Regions from separate parts of the Triticum aestivum genome. Here region 2 is linked to region 1. Evidence: chromatin contacts called from public Hi-C data. All regions are on one chromosome and are shown on one strand. Each heading gives the region's core, a stretch centred on a gene start, on an enhancer-like site or on the middle of the called end of the contact. The rest is flanking DNA. Distances are from core to core; before and after follow the strand shown.

Region 1 (3,924 bases), core at 862-3,361:
TAATAATAAATCAGGACTCCTCCACTCCGTGGCCCTCCGGCCATTTTAAAATCCTATAAATAAACTAACGGAAATCCACGTGCTAGATTTGTACCAAGTAAGCCTAATTCATGTGTACTTACGGAAATCCACGTGCTAGATTTGACAATGAAGAAATCATAATGTTGAAGAAAAAAGCGTAGCTTTATTACAAATTAATCGATTGAAAATCTAGCCTAAACGCTAGCCACAATATCAAGGCAGCTGTTTTCTACTAAATAAACTAACTGAAATCCACGTGCTAGATTTGCACCAAGTAAGCCTAATTCATGTGTTCTAACAGAAATCCACGTGCTAAATATATCAGGACTCCTCCACTCCGTGGCCCTCCGGCCATTTAAAACCCTATAAATAAACTAACGGAAATCCACGTGCTAGATTTGTACCAAGTAAGCCTAATTCATGTGTACTAACGGAAATCCACGTGCTAGATTTGACAATGAAGAAATCATAATGTTGAAGAAAAAAGTGTAGCTTTATTACCAATTAATCGATTGAAAATCTAGCATAAACGCTAGCCACAATATCAATGTAGCTGTTTTCTACTAAATAAATTAACTGAAATCCACATGCTAGATTTGCGCCAAAAAGCCTAATTCATGTGTTCTAACGGAAATCCACATGCTAGATTTGGCAATGAAGAAATCATAATGTTGAAGAAGAAAGAGTAGCTTTATTACCAATTAATCGATTGAAAATCTAGCATGAACGCTAGCCCCAATATCAACGCAGTTGTTTTCTACTAAAGCGAGACTGGATTTATTAGTAGTCATAAAGATCATGTGGACTAGGCAATAAGTAATGGGATGAAACATTCTCCTTTTTTTTTCTTCCTCTCTTTCCAATGGTTGCAGAGAGTAGCTCGCGGAGGGCGGCACTCACGTCTAGCTCGACGAGATTAATTTCTAACGCTTTAAGCATTCCCTTGCGCTAGCGCAGTTTAATGACAGGTGTGTCGCGCGATGGCCGAGCTCATCATCTTAAGATTGACAACGTTCGGATGTGTTGTCATGGAGGGTGAGTGGTCTTGAGCCATGCTTATTGCACTAGGTCGCTAAGATATTAATTTTCTCCCGTTGCAACGGGCATGTTTGCTAGTAAGAAGTAAAGTGGAAATACATCAAGGTTGTCAATCTATTCCGACGGCTTCAATTTCATCAGATCAGATAATCTTGAACAAGACAATTTGTCTTCTCCAGATGGTAAAGAAAAGCAAATGTGTAAGATGCTCCCTTGTGGTTTAATAACCACCTGGAGGAAACATTTAGTGTGATTCCCACAATCTCAGATCTCAATTAATCCTATGAAGAGTATATATTGCCAAATGCCAATCATTTAATAATAAACATGCACTACCTTGCTTATGCTCAGACCAACTAACGGAAAACCACAAGTGGATAAAATTCTTCGACATGAATGATGGCGTGGAACGATTAAAACTGCAGGACACACAGCTACAAGGATTCCCTAGCCCCTCCCATACAACAGAATGAACCTTCTCCGGGAACTCCGTCATCACAAATCATATGCGGAAACGCAGCGAGCCAGAAAGGGGGTCCGAATTGGCGGTAAGAAACAGTATGTTGGGCTCAGATAAGGGTAGAGGCCCACCACGCCTCACCCCATCTCCGCGGCAATTTGTACGATCAGGTACCGAGGGGGTGAACCACAGCGCAAGGCAGAGCGTCCTAACGAACCCTAACCGAGGAGAACAAAAAGTGGAAGGTGCCGCTAGACAAACGACGAACATGAGACGGACAAACCAAACGGAGACGAGCGCAGGGGAGCACGCGAACGCCAAAGGCGAGGGTCTCGGATCATGTGAATACGCGAGAGGAAAACGGGGGAGCCGGAGCAGGCGTCACGGTGGCTTACCTCGAGCACCACGGCGGCGGAAGCGGAAGGCTGGACCACGGCGGTGGGTGGAGGCGAAGCGGGGTTTCCGCGTACGAGGGGGGAACGAGAAGATGGGAGGGGGAAGAAGGAAGGAGGAAGGGAAAGAGGCGATTTGGATTGGGGTCCTCGTACTCGGCTCGGCTCCGGCAGTTTTTTTTTTAGAACACTCGGGTGACGGGTCGGGAAGTTTTTATTTTTTGAGACACACTCGGTCGGGAAGTGGTGAGATAAATGGCGTCCGCAATCCTATTTACTCCATTCCTAAATATAAGTTTTTCTAGAGATTTCACTAAAAGACTACATACGGATGTATATAGACATATTTTAGAAGGTAGATTCACTCATTTTGCTTCGTATGTAGTCCTTTATTGGAATCTCTTAAAAGACTTATATTTTGAAACGGAGGGAGTAGTTAGTTTTTGCTAGCTTGATGGTTCATTTTCTTTAAACAAACAAAAAACCTTTTTGAACTATCATATCATAAGTGGATTTAAAACGGGATTAAACGGGATCAGTTGACATCCCTCCCAACACCACGTAGTGAGAGAGTTGGTGGGAGCCCACGGAAACGGGTGGGCTCCCCGCTCCGCCCGGTTTCCTGGATCTGGGTTTCCCCCTTTTTTTAACCAGATTTATTCTGTATTATTTTCGGGTATTTTTGTTTTGTATTTTAAGTTTTTTCTTTTAACATTTCTTGATTTTTAATGGAATATTTTTGAATTCTGGGAAAAATTTACATTTTTATTAATTTAAAAATTTGGAATGTTTTTTGAAAGTCAAGATTTGTTTTTTCTAATTCATGGATATTTTTTAAATACGGAACAATTTTAAAATTTAAGGACATTTTATGGAAGCCAGAAACAGTTTTTTAAATCTGTGAATATTTTTAATATATTTTTTGAACTTTGGGAACATTCTTTATAAATTCAGATTATTTTTAAATCCTAATCACAAACAATTTTTAAACAACCAATTAACGGCAAAGAAAAACAATAAAAGAAAAAAAACAGGGGCACCCCGCCTTGTACATGTGCCGGCCCAAAAGCGCACAAGGGTGCTGGGGGTGCGCGTTTGGTGGGTATTTTCACCCAAGCATGTAATAGGTACCCCGCCCGGGAGTACCTCTCGCTCGTGCGAGCGCTAGCCCTAGCGCCAGCGCTGGGCTGGGCCGGCCGGTGCGCCTGGCCTAGCCTGGCGGGCTCTTTTTTTTTAAGAAAAAAAGACAGAGGGTAAACTCAAATAAAACAAACTAAATAAAAACTTAATATAGGCATATAATATATATAAATTTTCAGAAAAATAAATCCCAAAATATAAACTATTTTTCAGGTTTAAATAAAGTACAAAAAAATTCTCAAAAGTCAAACAATGGTGCTGTTGCAATAAAACCCAATAAAAATCATTTTTCAAATAACAAAATGATTTCAAATTTATTTTTATTCACTTTTAGACTGTAGGGAATCATTTTACCCTAATTTCCATATATTTTATTTTTGGAGAAAAATAATTTGAATAAAAACAAAAATAACTCCTAAATGGGTTTGAATTTGAATTTCAAACCACTTCCAACTCTATTTCATATGTTTTGTAGAAGTCATCTTATCCTCTCTCATGAAAATCATTGAGTTGCGTAAAGTTTCCTAATTTTGAAATATTTCCAAATGGAATTCAAATCTTTTCAAAACCCTTTTCATTTATTTAAATGGAAGAAGTCATATCATCTTCACTCTAGGCTTTTGTGATGAAATGAATTTGAATTCATGGAGATCATAAATGCAAGGTGAAAGTTTGGGAAAGTCATTTCATTCCCTCTCATTCAACTTCCAAAAAGTTTCAAATTTCACTCAATTTCACACAAGCAACCACACCACAATCAAACAAACAATCAAAACTATTTATTTAATATAACATTCCAAAATTTAGAATTTTGGGATGTTACAGTAGGATTTTATGACTAACCATGAAATTGACCAATTCTTGTTGACCCTC
Region 2 (3,924 bases), core at 928-3,427, 500 kb after region 1:
CGGCGATGCCTCCATCAAGATAACGACGTAGAATGCCGCCATCGCCTGCCAACGGCTCGGTTTTCACTGGCAACCATGTCTCCCCAACTCGTAGCCGGGACTAGATGATGGATCTCGAGATCCGATCACCAAGCCTCTGGCCGGCCATCTCTGACGAAGAAGATGACCACCACCATTGGCCAGCAAGACGACGCGAGATGAAGTTGGGCGCTGCCAGCGTGCGTCCTGGCCAGCACCACCGGCGCTCGGCCCGTCCCGGACCACGCCTCATGGCCGAGGGCAACAGCAAGCGCTGCCACGACGAGGACGCAGACCGGAAGCCTAGATCCGGCCCACCCACGCGCCGCCAAGTGGCCACCACCAAGCGCCGTTCAGGGGCAGCCCCGCCGCCGTGAGGGACGCCGCCCCACGGGCAGCAGGCGCCAGCCACCGGCGGAACGCCACCGCGCACCACCGGCCGCCGCGAGATCTGCACGAGTAATACACAAGAAGTAGTTCATTATGTTTAATATGTTGTTTATGTCGCAGGGGAAATCTACCTCGCGTTCTTCAACCTTGACTCGGTGAGCCGGAAGATAACCGCGAGAATATCGGACCTGGAAAAGGTTCTTGGGACAACCTTCGTACGAAAACACTCATGCAGCTGCAGTGAAGTTTGGAGTGGGAGGAACCTTGGTCTCCTCGAGGAAGAGATCTCAGCGGCGGTGAATCCACACGGTTGCGTGGTGTTCGAACTCATGTGTTGAGCTTTGCCAGACTTCCTCACGGTGGGAATAATCTTGGTAGCCTACTGCAATCCCATGATATGATGTAAGCCTACTACCCTGAACAGCGTGAACCTTGAACAATATTGGGTAGGTCGTTTCCAGGTCGGTGCTTGAAAGCGGTCGAGTTGACCTTCGTCAAACCGTACCCGTGCTAGAACGGGATGGGTTTGAGTAATTATGCATCAACTCAGGATGACGAAACACTCAAATGCGCTGATATAGAAGGGCCGCAGAAAATGAGGAGAGGGCAACAGAGGAGCCGGACTGTCTCTTCTGGTGCATCTCACAAACATAATTCAAAAAATTCTGAATTTTTTGCTGTGCAAACTTTGACAAATGTTTTGAGTGCCTGCAAATTTTCATGATGAAATGACATTCGTGGGAGTAACTAAAAAAATCAGAACTCCAAAATGCTTTCGTAAATAGCATTTTTGCAACATTGATTTTGTTTTTTTTGCCATGATTTCCATGAATGTCATTTCATAATAAACTTTGCAAGTACAGAAAACATTTGTCAAAGTTTGGCAAAAAAAATCAGAATTCTTTGAATTTATTTACTTTTTTTCTTTTGATTTTACTGTTTATCAAAGAGCATTTGAGCTTGGGAGTAGATACAAATTCTTTGATATAGAAGGGCCGCATAAAATGGCGCACGTGAGCCCTGCACACTTCGGCATGCCATTTACTAGAAGCCTTGGGCGTGTTTTGTTGCTTCTCTGATATAGAGGGCCGCATAAAATGGCTCACGTGAGGCCATTTACTGGAAGGATTGGACGTGTTTTGCTCTGCTGGTGTTGTTTGAACTAGATAGTGCAGTAGATTTTTTTTAGAATGTCTTCGGCTGGTTTTTTTAGGGGTAAATCTCCAGCAGGTAGACATAGAAGAAAAGCGAAATCACTAAATAAGGAGTACTCCTTTCAAAGATCACTCCCCCTCCCAGGTTGTGACAAGTGGAGTGTTGCATGTGCGTCACTTGTCGCAACTTGGGGGTTTTCCTTATTTTGTAGATTCGTTTATTCAAAATGTTTTATCTCTTAAACTGTGCGTCCTAATGTCGAATCATTTTCATCGTTGGATTTCATGCGTCAAGATCTTTAAAACTAGATCCCATGTTGATAGGTTTTGACGAACTTTTTCATGAGAAAAAATCGGATGAAAAAATCAAACCAGGAGCATTTTTTTTCCTTTTCGGAAGCCGTTTCCAAGAAGCACGGCCGTGCCTCTTGCGAAGGTAAATTCATGCCTTCCGTGGAAGCAAAACCGCGCCTCCCACAGAAAAAAGAAAAAAGAAAATGCGTTTTTTCTGTTTCCGAAAGGCATCATTGTGCCTCTCGCAGAAGCAAAACAGTGCTTTTTACGAAAGAAAAAAAAACGTGTTTTTTTTCTGTTTTAAGAGGCACGAACGTGCCTCTCGCGGAAGCAAAACTGTGTCTCTAGCGGAAGAAAAAAAAGAAAACGTGTTTTTTTTCGTTTCCGAAAGGCACGTCGCAGAAGCAAAACCGTGCCTCTCACGAAAAAAAGAAAAAACTCGCAGAAGCAAAACTGTATCCACCCATCTTTTTTATTTTTTGTCAAAAAGTTAAGAAAAAAGGGTAAAAAACCAGAAAGTCAAAAAATCTAAAAAAACATTTAAAAATCCAAAAACGCGTGCAAAAAAATAAAATAAAAAAACAAAATTCGAAAGAAAAGCCCAGGGACACATGGTGACGGTTGAGAGCGCGTCACCTGGCGCGCTCTAAGTCCACCCTATGGTTGGGAGGCTCTCGAAGGACTCAACTAGTTGCTCTCGAAGAAAAGAGATAAACATATGTGCTAATGGGCCGCGCCAGTGGCTAGCCCATGTAGAGAAGCTTCAGCGGCCCAAGCCCAATAAAGCCCCGTGCCGCCGGTCCGGCTCTCCAACCCGTCGCCCACGCCGCCTGCCGCGGCAGCCGTCAGGCAGGCAGCTCTTGATTCTCTCGAGGGCACCTGGCTGGCGGCTCCAACTACCGGAGCTCCCTCGCCGTCCGTTAGGCTCTCCCGCCGTCACCCACCACCACCATCTCCCTCCCTGCTTTGCGTTCTCTCCTCTTACCATCTCCACAATCGTCCCGACCAAGCGTACAGAGCTGGCGATGGACTTCTCCGTCGAGGATGGCAAAAGGCTATGGTCGCTTGTTCGGAAGCAGGAGGTCCTGGTCGACAAGAAACGAAGGTGGTTGGAGTCGATGACTCCCAAATCGGATGGCTGCAACACACGACTGAAGCGACCAAAGTTCTTGGCTGATGCGTAGGTTTGCGGCACTTTCTTATTTCTTCTGATAGTACTGTAATTCGGTTTTCCTTTTGTTTCTGGATGTTGCTCATAGCGACAACGGTTGTTGCAGTTTATCACACTGCCATGCTGGTCGTAGCAATCTAAATGGAAATTCTATTTGCTGTCGCCATGGTTTAGGGAAAGTGATTCATCTCTACAATCTTTTATGTTGGATGCTTAAACGTATGTTGCATATAATGTCGTTTCCGCCTCCTGGTGGTTTAGCTTTCTCCCTGCTTAATATATTTACATGTAGCTGCCCTGCATGTTCTTGAAAAATACTCCCTCCGTCCCATAATCATATTGGTTGTGATAAGATCTTGGATTTTTGTATATTGGTTGTAATAACGTCTTATATTATGGGACGGATGGAGTAATAATTAATGTCGGTTTTCAGATGATATAGACCCTAGTCTTTTGAAAGAAAGAAAAAAAAAGATGGCAAGATGCCTGCATTTCTTTGGCCAACAGTTACAACCATTTGTATGTAGTAACAACTGTGCTTATATACAGGTTCTTGGCTGAATCAGATATAAGGAGTGATGAAGTAAGTTCTTGCTCTTGTAAGAATATGACTACAGGTTATACCTTATATAGCTTGTATCTATTTCTGTTCGGGCTAACATGTACTCATCTTAATGTAAAAGAAAAACATGTAATGGATATACATTTTGTACAGCTACAAGTTACTAGTGAACATTTCTATGTAAAGTGATCAAACGAGACACTTGGCTTCGTATAAATGTTACTGCTTACCTCTGTTCCTAAATAAGACGTACTATTTAGGAACAGAGGTAGCATTAAACAACTCAGATGTGTATTCAGTTATTTGATTTTTATAACGTGGAATGATTAGAACTA

Evidence for each region. A called contact is a pair of places that touch in the nucleus more often than the background predicts.
Region 2: a contact with region 1 is called in a Hi-C map of leaf, with 8 times the contacts expected there. The contact joins the promoter of LOC123142589 here to the promoter of LOC123144760 in region 1. A contact is called at or near these places in 2 of 5 Hi-C or Micro-C datasets (both in leaf).

What each region holds. Positions count from the first base shown.
Region 1 is chr6D:298,856,001-298,859,924 of IWGSC CS RefSeq v2.1, forward strand. LOC123144760 reads right to left here and starts at 2,112. Exons shown (of 4, transcript XM_044563984.1): 1 at 1,915-2,112.
Region 2 is chr6D:299,355,980-299,359,903 of IWGSC CS RefSeq v2.1, forward strand. LOC123142589 reads left to right here and starts at 2,178. Exons shown (of 4, transcript XM_044561437.1): 1 at 2,178-3,036; 2 at 3,577-3,610. The coding sequence starts at 2,516. LOC123144761 (probable alpha-galactosidase B) reads left to right here. Exons shown (of 14, transcript XM_044563986.1): 14 at 529-991. The coding sequence ends at 746.